Regions from separate parts of the Gossypium hirsutum genome. Here region 2 is linked to region 1. The links are chromatin contacts, called in public Hi-C maps. All regions are on one chromosome and are shown on one strand. Each heading gives the region's core, a stretch centred on a gene start, on an enhancer-like site or on the middle of the called end of the contact. The rest is flanking DNA. Distances are from core to core; before and after follow the strand shown.

Region 1 (4,577 bases), core at 987-3,486:
TTTAATTAATATAGTAGATATTTTTTAAAATATATATGCTGAATATTAGGCTTCACAATTCATGTTTTGTATCATGATAATGTATCCATGGAGTTTAAGATATTTTATAATTATAATTAAAAAATAATATATTTATATATTCATGTAATGGTGATAGTTGTATTAATTATTTTTGGAGTCAAATAATCTTCCCGCATCTGTACTAATACTTTAGTCCACCTAGGATGATTTGTTGACTGTGATGGATTTGAAGTTCACATTTGCGATTTCAAAAGCATAGGAAAGAGAGAAAGAAAGAGAAGTCTAAGTCAACAAAAGCGGCACTCCGACAGAAATGATTGGTGGGCCATATTCATTTATCCAAAATAATAATAACAAAAGTATATTTATTTTGCGGAGATTTTAAATTTTACAAATTAGTGGAGTTAGGACAAATATTATATTTATTTTGTTAAATTTTTTTTATTTTATTTATAATATATTCGTCACACTCTGAATTTGATCGTACCATCTAAAAAATTCTACAAGGGATGTATGCGATAATTTTTCAATATTAAATATATTTTTTATGTTTAGACTTTGAATTCTTATTTTTCCTTTTTTAACATTAATCTAGTTTTTATTATTTTTTTATAATATTTAAAATTACTCATAATCCCTCCTAAACTGTTAAATTGGAGGATGATAAACTTTAGTACACTCGAATCCATGTTCTCTTATGTTAACAACAATATCAATACCAATTTAGTTAAAACTCAACTGACATTTATATTTTCTTTTTAAATGTATTGTTCAATATATTTTATCAATGGAAAAAAATGAAATGTGTTGAATCTTTGCCTGACGATCGGATTGGTGATGGAGAGAACTTCAGCACTGATCGCAATACCAAAAAAAGTTCGGTTCAAGGATGAAAGTCTTGCCTCTTTGACTAATATGGTGGTTGACTCGTTCCGGTGAATGAAGTTTCATGGAAGGACAAACTCCTAGGAGGATCAGTTTCTAACTCTCTTGATGATGTCTCTAAAATTGATTTGGTGTTTAAAGATGGTGATATTCGTAGATCTAACCTTAATGGTATACCTTCCATCGATTTCTTGGATCGCATTAACAAAATCTTGATTAAAGGGATGGAACTCACTGTGGTGGTCAAGCTGCTAGGGCGCAATATAGGATATGGGCCTTTGCATAATCATATCTCTAGCCTCTGGAAGCCTACTCAACCCTTCCGACTTATGGATGTTGCCAACAGATATTACCTCATTCGGTTCCTAAGCAGAGCCGATTATGATGCGGCGCTTTCATAAGGCCCTTGGATTGTGTTTAGTCACTATCTCATGGTTCAACCGTGGACAGTGGATTTCAATCTGTCAAAACTACTCCTTTGCGGTGTGTTGGCTTGGATTCGCTTTTGGGTCTTCTGGGATTGCTATACCATAGGAAGATTTTAAAGGAAATAGGAAGTTTGATTGGAGGAGTGTTCAAAATCGACATTAAAACAGACAATCGAAAAAGGGGTCAATTCGCTAGAATGGCTATTTTTGTTGATTTAGAGAAACCATTTACATCCTAAGTGCTTGTCAATGGCCGTCTTTAACACGTGGAATTCGAAGCTCTACTCGAGGTATGTTTCTCCTGTGGAAAATATGGTCACCTTAAAAATTTGTCCTTCTTCTTTGGTAGATCGAAGCGGTCATGGTGGTGAAGTAGATCCAAGAAGTCCTTTGGTCGGCGTTTCAACTCTGGCGAAGATGGAGGATGATCGACCGACGGTGGGCGAAGCCTTTGGCCCATGGATGGTGGTCGAATGCAAATCTAGGAGAAAACAGAATGCAATTCAGGGGCAAAAAGAAAAAAATTCAGATGGTAATTTGGAAGGTTCCAGATTTGAAGCACTGGCTTCCACGACAACTGAATCATTAAGATCAGATTTAGAGGCACCTTCTAAGGACCTTGGAATGGCTAAATTTATCCAAGGGGATTTCCTTAAAAAGCTGAAGGGTAAAGATACTGAAAAAAATTTGAATCAGTGGTTGGAATTAATTTTGATGGTGGAATTTTAGGCTACGAAAATAACTCTGGGCTAGGTATAAATCTGGACACTTAAGGAATGTTAGCACGGGCCAGTGCTAGATTTAAATGCCCAGATTGCGTCGCGTGATGGTGACCTGGCGCCTGCTGGTTCTGGGCCTACTTCGGCCTTGGGCTTTCAGCTGCAGGGTCCTAGTTCGTTGGTTTGCCTTGGGCCTCAGCAGAACACAGGCCGAACACCTTTCACCTCCAGTCTGGGCTTAGAAGGTGCAGCGGGTCATAGGAATATTGAACCATCAGCCCCTATTTCTTTTTCTAATGACATTGCCACTTCTTTGCATGTCAATCCTACTTTTGAAAAGCATCCTGAGGCTAATGTGGGAATTATTTCCAATGCTCTTGACCCAAAAAAACATACTGCTGTTACTTTTTATGAGAAGCCAACTATTAAATCAATTTCTAAAATGCGTTCGAATTCTCATATTATTCTTAAAAGACATGGTATTGAAAATAGGAAAGGAAATGGTCATAACGGGAAAGCTTCGTTTAAATCTATTTGTGGACGTGGGGGAAAATTCAAACCTTCCAGTAGTTCACGGGTCTCTCTCCATAAGCTATGGGCTCTATGGCAGAGCTCATTACTGTGTAAACTAGAATTCCTACAAAGAAATCCGATGTCACTTCTGACATTGTCTGAGTTTTTGATCGCCATTACAAGGTCAGTCCTTTTTCTTTTTTATTCTTTTTATGAATTTTACTATTTTCTCTTGGAATTCTTAGGGATGTGCAAGTTATACCTGATTTGGTCAATCTTTTATACACTAGAGTCAGTAGGGAGAAAGCAGACTTAGTTATTGCCAAGCTCGATTTTCATAATTCTCATTGTGTGGAAGTAGTCGATTTTTCTGGGGGCATTTGGATTGGCTGGAAGGATACGGTTAATGTGGAGGTGCTCCAAAGTCACCTCCAATTTGTTTTAGCCAAAGTTACTGATAGCTCTCTTAGTTAGCCTTTTTTGTCTCCTTTGTGTATGACAGCCCCAAGAGTTAGAAAAGGAGGCATTTATGGGAGGTTTTGCATAATACTATTCCAGTGGACAGGCCCCTGTAGGTGGCAATTTGTGACTTTAATGCCATTCTTTCCTCTAGCGAGAAAAAAGAGGGCGTGCTTTAGGGAAAAGATGCCCTTTCTTTGGTAATTTTATGGATTTTGCCCATCTCCAAATTTTGGTTTTCAAGGGTCGTAGTTCACTTGGCAAAGAGAGGGGATTGTTGAACACTTAGACAGAGCTATTTGTAATATTTCTTGGTTCTCGAATTTCCCGAATTCTATGGTGACACATTTACCTCGGCTTAAATCTGATCACAAGCCTCTAAAATTGTCTCTTTCGCTTGAGGTTCATACTTCAAAAGGGCTGCCGTTCAGATTTTTAGCCGGTTGGACTGAACATCCTTCCCTTTTTTGATTTTGTTAAAGAGAATTGGGGGATGTCTGAGAGCATGTCATCCTTGCATTCAAAGTTCACTGATCATGTCAAGATTTGGAACAAAGAGGTTTACGATCATATTTTTACTCGTAAAAAGCTCTTGTCCTATAAGTTGGAACATATTGAGATTGAACGTGATAGATCGAACTAAGAGTTTCTTGAGTAAGTTGAGATGGAAGTGAGAGAGGAATTGGAGAATATGCTCCATCATGAAGAAATTATTTGGCGACAAAAGGCGCGCTGTGATTGGTTGGTTTTGGGAGACCGAAACACTAAATTCTTCCACTCTCGCAAGTTGAGAAGACACAAACAAAATAGAATTACTGCCTTCGAGAATAGCTTGGGTGAGTGGATTATGGATGATGACCTTTTAAAGCTTGAAGCAGTTACTTTCTACCCTAATCTGTATGGTGTGCATCTAGGGCCTTAGAGGGATTTCCCTTCTATTGCTTTCTCATGTCTTATAGAAAATAACCTTAATATTCTCAATAGATGTGACAGATGAGGAAATTACATTAGCTCTTTTTTATATGGCACCCTTGAAGGCTCTAGGAAGTGACAGTTTTCATGCCTTGTTTTAAAAAAGGTAGTGGTGTAATAGCCCGATTTAGACCCTAATCAGAACAGTGGTTTCAGGACCACGAATCCAAGTCAGAAAAATATTTTTAAATTATTTTCTGTGTTTATTTTGTGTGAATTTATATCTGTGAAATTTTTGTAATTTAATTTCGTCGTTTAGTTGTCCAATTTAATAAAAGGACTTAATTGCATAAATAGAAAATTTGGTAGTTTAATTTGTAAAAGACTAATTTGTTATTGGGTTTATAAGTGAAGGATTTCAAATGGTAAATAACCCCTTTGTTTTAATATGGACGGCATTAGGCTTACAAAATATGGTTTTAATATAAGGTCATTAAGGGTAAATTAGGAAACTAATAATAAAAGTTAATATATATCATAAAATATAGCATAAAAACTATAGTGCTCATACTTTCTTTCCACCATAGCCGAAACTAAAAAACAAAGAAAAGAGAAGAAACCTAGTTCGGCCATCTTCCAA
Region 2 (4,993 bases), core at 1,130-3,629, 560 kb before region 1:
TAAATTTCTTAGATTAGAACTAAAGAAGTTTTAAATTAGAAAAAAAATAGAATTGAATAATTTTTGTTATTATTATATAATTCTATATTTTATGAGGATTGAAACCATTTTAAACTATACTGATAAAAGTTATAAATAATTAATTGATAGATTGATTAATTTTACAAAAGAGGTTGAAAATTGACATTTAAAATTAAAAAGATAGATGGTGCCCCCAAATAATAATCTAAAAGTAATTAGGTAATTAGTTTATCATAATTTGATGTTATAATGCCACAAGTTTACTATGACAATCATCAAGACTAAGTTTTGTTAGTTACTTTCTGATTTTCATTTTATAGTACTTTACAACTATTTAAACATTCATTTTCTTTCTCACATAAATGTATATGTTTAATTAATGTGCTCAGTTTATAAGAAAATAATAATTTTATTAATAAAACTTGCATCTTTCTAAATGATTTAACAAATAATTTATGAAATTATAAATAAACTTATAATTAAATATAAAATATTTTGTTTGTGAGCACTAACCCTTTAATTATACAATATTAAAGAATATTAAATATATATATACTAAAAGATCAAACCTACAAATTTAACTTAAAAATTATATGTCGATTGAGTCTAAGCTCAATTGGTAGTGCGCTAAAACGCATTATCTTCACATTTATGAGGTGAGGGGCTATGAGTAGTTCCACATATTATGTTAAAAGAGGTATATATTATCAAAATCTATAATGAAATTTTTCAAAAAAAAATTATAAATTATAAATAACTTTTTAAAAAATAAAATCGTAATACTCCTTATATATATAATGTTTTCGAATAAAATTATTCACTTGTTGAGTTATAATGTATGCAAATAGTGAAAGTTTAGCCCAAAGATATTCTTTCAACTAAATTTAAATAAATAAAATTTTAAAATTAAAAACTATATCCAAATTTATCAATGTTTTTTTAAAATGAAAACTATTCAAATTGAGCCATCAAAATAGACAAATAATCTAACTTAATCATTTATATATATATATATTAAAAATATTAACTTTAACCACCTTTTCATATAAATAAATACATTCAAGCAACAACTTTAATTTCACTTTTACCCCCTAAACAAAAATCTCTAGGTTTGGGACTGTTATGAGGTATCAGTTTCTTTAACAACCTAAGACAGGTCTATTCGATATTTGCCTAGCTGAAAGTTTGTTTAGGTCTGGGCCTGTTAATTGGGCTTAGGGTTAATTGGGTTTAGTTTGGTTTTGGGCCGGACAAATTTTGGGCCTTACAGGAATATTTTCTTCTTAAAATACATTTAACCAGTGCTTATATAATTCTGTAATTTCACGAGTGATTCCTTTTGTTTCCTTCCTATTTCATGACCGCATGACAAAATTTGCTGGGATTCTAGAAATGCTGTAACTCTATGTAATATTATTGGTCATTGCAACAATCCTCAATCACTGCTTCAATGTGTTTTTTACCACCTTTTTCTCTACATGTACGTTGTGGAACAAAAGAAAAAGTTGAGTTCAACCCAATGTCCTTTTTAATGGCCAAAAAAGCACATATCGATGAGAATTCTATTTAGCATTTCGCATATAAACTGAACCAGAATATGCTCATTCAACAACAAGAGGATTAACATACAAAGAAAACATTACATGATAACAATGGCATACAAGAAAATGGAACGAGCTGGCCGCCGCTCTTATTTGTAAGTACTGATCTATCTATATAGCCATAGAAGTGGCTCAGTTCTTCGGATGGCTAGGTGATGGGAGCTTCTCCAATGGAGGGTGTCCTGGATAGTGACCAGAAGGTGGTTTTTTTGGATGTTCATAAACTGGTGGCTTGGGTTCTGGTTTCTCTTTCTTTGGAGGTTCGTGGATTGGTGGCTTTGGTGGTTTAGATTCATGCATCGGTGGCTTCTTTGGAGGTTCATGAACTGGTGGTTTAGGTTTATACGCTGGAGGCTTCTTTGAAGGTTCACGGACTGGTGGTTTCTTCGGAGGTTCATATATTGGTGGCTTGTGTTCTGGTTTCTCTTTCTTTGGAGGTTCGTGAACTGGTGGCTTTGGTGGTTTAGGTTCATGAATCGGTGGCTTCTTTGGAAGTTCATGGAGTGGTGGTTTAGGTTTATACATTGGAGGCTTCTTTGGAGGTTCATGGATTGATGGCGTAGGTTTATACGTTGGAGGCTTCTTTGGAAGTTCATGCACAGGAGGCTTGGGTGACTTCGGTTCTGGCTTCTTTGGTTGTTTGCCATAGTTGGGTGGCTCGTAGTTACCGAAGGAGGGAGTGGTGACAACCACAACTCCAAGGAACAATACTAGCAAGTATGTGAAAGCCATCACTGAATTCTTGTCTTTGGATGGTGCAATGGGATCCTTTTATAGTGGTAAATGAGTCTGGGTGTCAATATTTCACTTGTTTTTTCAGTTTTTGAAGTAGTCGGCTATAGTAAATTTTTTATTAATACATAAGTGTTGGTAGGGCCTTTTAGGTCCCACTTAGTTGAAATTTTTTTTACTATGGATACGAGGCTCAATTCATCATTAAACAATATATACAAGTGTGACTTTCCCAGCTTTATTTGCCTCTCCTCCTTAGAGGCTAGGTTTGCCCCTATTTCTAAGTAATTCATTTCCATAGGATAATTACAACCAAATTCGATTGATAACTATGAGATGTTAGTTATCTTTCCTTCTCAGTTTTTCAAAAATTCTTTTATTAATTTTATCTGTTCAGAAAAAGGATTGATAATTCCACCATTAATGTTGACTGTGCATTGTCATTTAATCACTCTAAAATTAAGAAAATTTATCCATTAGACACTTTAAATAATGATAGTTTTTAATTTAGTCACCCCCTAAAATAATATGTGAAAATGTACCATTAGTCTTGTAGTTATTGGAGTGATAAATTTGATAAATTTCTTTTCTGAAGTGATTAAAATAAAAATAACCACTATTTAGATAGTTTACCTTTTTCTTTTTCTTTTTTTGTACTTGCAATATCTAATAATTACATTATGATTAAATTAAATTTAAAGCTGAATCGGATCCCAATTTTAAATAGGAGTAAAGCTTTATTAATATTGATTTTTTTTATTTAAGAAATTTAAAACCCTAAATTTTAATTAAGCAAAATTCAAATTTTTTACCATTCTATTTTGTAAACGATGGTATCTTTCCTCAATTTTTAACTAGAAGACTATTATTTATTTATATTATTATTCTATGTTGTCTGAAATTAAAGAAAATATTGTAGATGCTGAATACATTGCTTGATTTACACTCAAAAACAGCCTTTCCGAACAAACATAAGGAGCTTAACTGAGGCATGAAACTATCTCAAACAATGCCTCAGTATAAAGTTGGAGATTTGATAATAACATATTATAAGGTGTTCATCCACTACCTTTATTTCAAAGAAATATGATCAAAGTTACTGTTTTAATGTTCTATAAAAAAGTCTAGGACTGTTACAAGAAGCATAATAAAAGTGTAGTGCATGACATAAAACTTTCTTTTTCACTGCAACTATTCTTACTAATTGAGAACTTACACACACAGGCATAGCAATCACCACTCACCTTCCTGCTTTTTTCCTTAGTTATTTATAAGTGAGATTAATTGTTGGTAATGGCCTATGATGAATACCCTTTTTTCTTTTCTTTCTCCCTTCCTATTTTTTTTTCAATTACCTAATTCTGTCTAGTTCTCATTTGAATCTAAAATGATTTTGTTTTAACTTTTATATTATGTTTGGTTACTACTACAATAATACGAAGAAAATGTTTACTTAATATGCACTTATTAAAGCAATTAGATATAAAATAGAGAATAATTAAAACAAGTTTAAACTTAAAATTAAAAATATGTGTAAAAGTTCTTGTAAAAAGTAAAATCTCTTTTAACATAGGTGAAAATTTCCTCCTCTTACTAAGAATAAATCATGAGAGTGATTTAATATTATCAATTGAATTTTTTTTATTGTTTACTCATATGTTAAAACATAAAAAATACCACTTGATAGCATTAAAAGTAATATTTTAACCTTGTTGTTGATTGTACCTTAGCTGATCATGTTCAAAAAAAAGCTTCTTATCAATGCCTTATCCTACTAGTAGTCAATTCACGTAGAATTATTTATAGATTTAAAGCCAGCATATTCCTGATTTAAGATAGATTTAGATGGGTGGTGCGTTTACCTGCAGTTAATATAAAAAAAAATGAGGATAGTAAAATTAGTTACTATAGCAATATTATAGTGTGAGACAAAAAGTAAGCTAAACAAACTACACTATACCGCACATCTAAACTAGCATTTAATTTTCTTTTCCCCTTTACATCTAATAGAAACATGCATATTCTTTGTTTTTATGTGAATAATGGCTAAAATGCTAAGAAAAAGAACACAACTATTCATGGTCAGGTTATTTGTTCAAGTTTAAAGGTTATTTTATTTAAAATTTAAAAGAGGTTGGATAATAATACTAGGTTCGAAAAATAGATTTGGACGAAGAATTAGGCTTTTTTAAAATTTCAGTGGGCATCAGGCTCGAATATTCAAAGCCCAAACCTGGCTCAACCCTACCCATGTTTTATGTTTATAATATATTTTATTATATTTTTATATATTATTGTTGAGTATTTTAAAGAGAGTGTCCCCTTCAAGTGGGTTAAATTGTGTATTTATATGATATTATTATTATTCATAGCTGTGACATCGTAGGTAGGTTCCCATACATGTCGACATATACTCTATGTTAGGGTTAACATGTGTTTGCATGATGTGAGTTCGCATATATGATAGTGTGAACTCACATTATGAAATTTCATCATAGAAGGATGCGAGCTCCTTACATGTGGTAAAAAAATTATAGAGGGTACTCAAGTAGAGGGTCATAACAATTATACAATATATAGTAATATATAATACTATAAAGTAAACATTAAAAAATTATTAATTTGCTTATATATAAATT

The links. Hi-C and Micro-C count contacts between places; a contact is called where the count stands out from the background.
Region 2: a Hi-C map of leaf shows a contact between it and region 1, with 2.7 times the contacts expected there. The contact joins the promoter of LOC107897064 here to the enhancer-like site in region 1. A contact is called at or near these places in 4 of 34 Hi-C or Micro-C datasets (hypocotyl, leaf and petal).

What each region holds. Positions count from the first base shown.
Region 1 is chrA10:33,298,735-33,303,311 of Gossypium_hirsutum_v2.1, reverse strand. No RefSeq gene overlaps it. Among protein-coding and RNA genes, the nearest start is that of LOC107897941, 22 kb to the left of the region's middle. Within about 2 kb of position 2,236, at least 9 of the 9 cell types and tissues checked have an H3K27ac peak or open chromatin away from gene starts, as enhancers often do. A contact at or near this core is called in hypocotyl and leaf, where this site is marked.
Region 2 is chrA10:33,860,507-33,865,499 of Gossypium_hirsutum_v2.1, reverse strand. It overlaps LOC107897064 (repetitive proline-rich cell wall protein 2), which reads right to left and starts at 2,379. Exons shown (of 1, transcript XM_016822404.2): 1 at 1,576-2,379. The coding sequence starts at 2,354. The coding sequence ends at 1,755.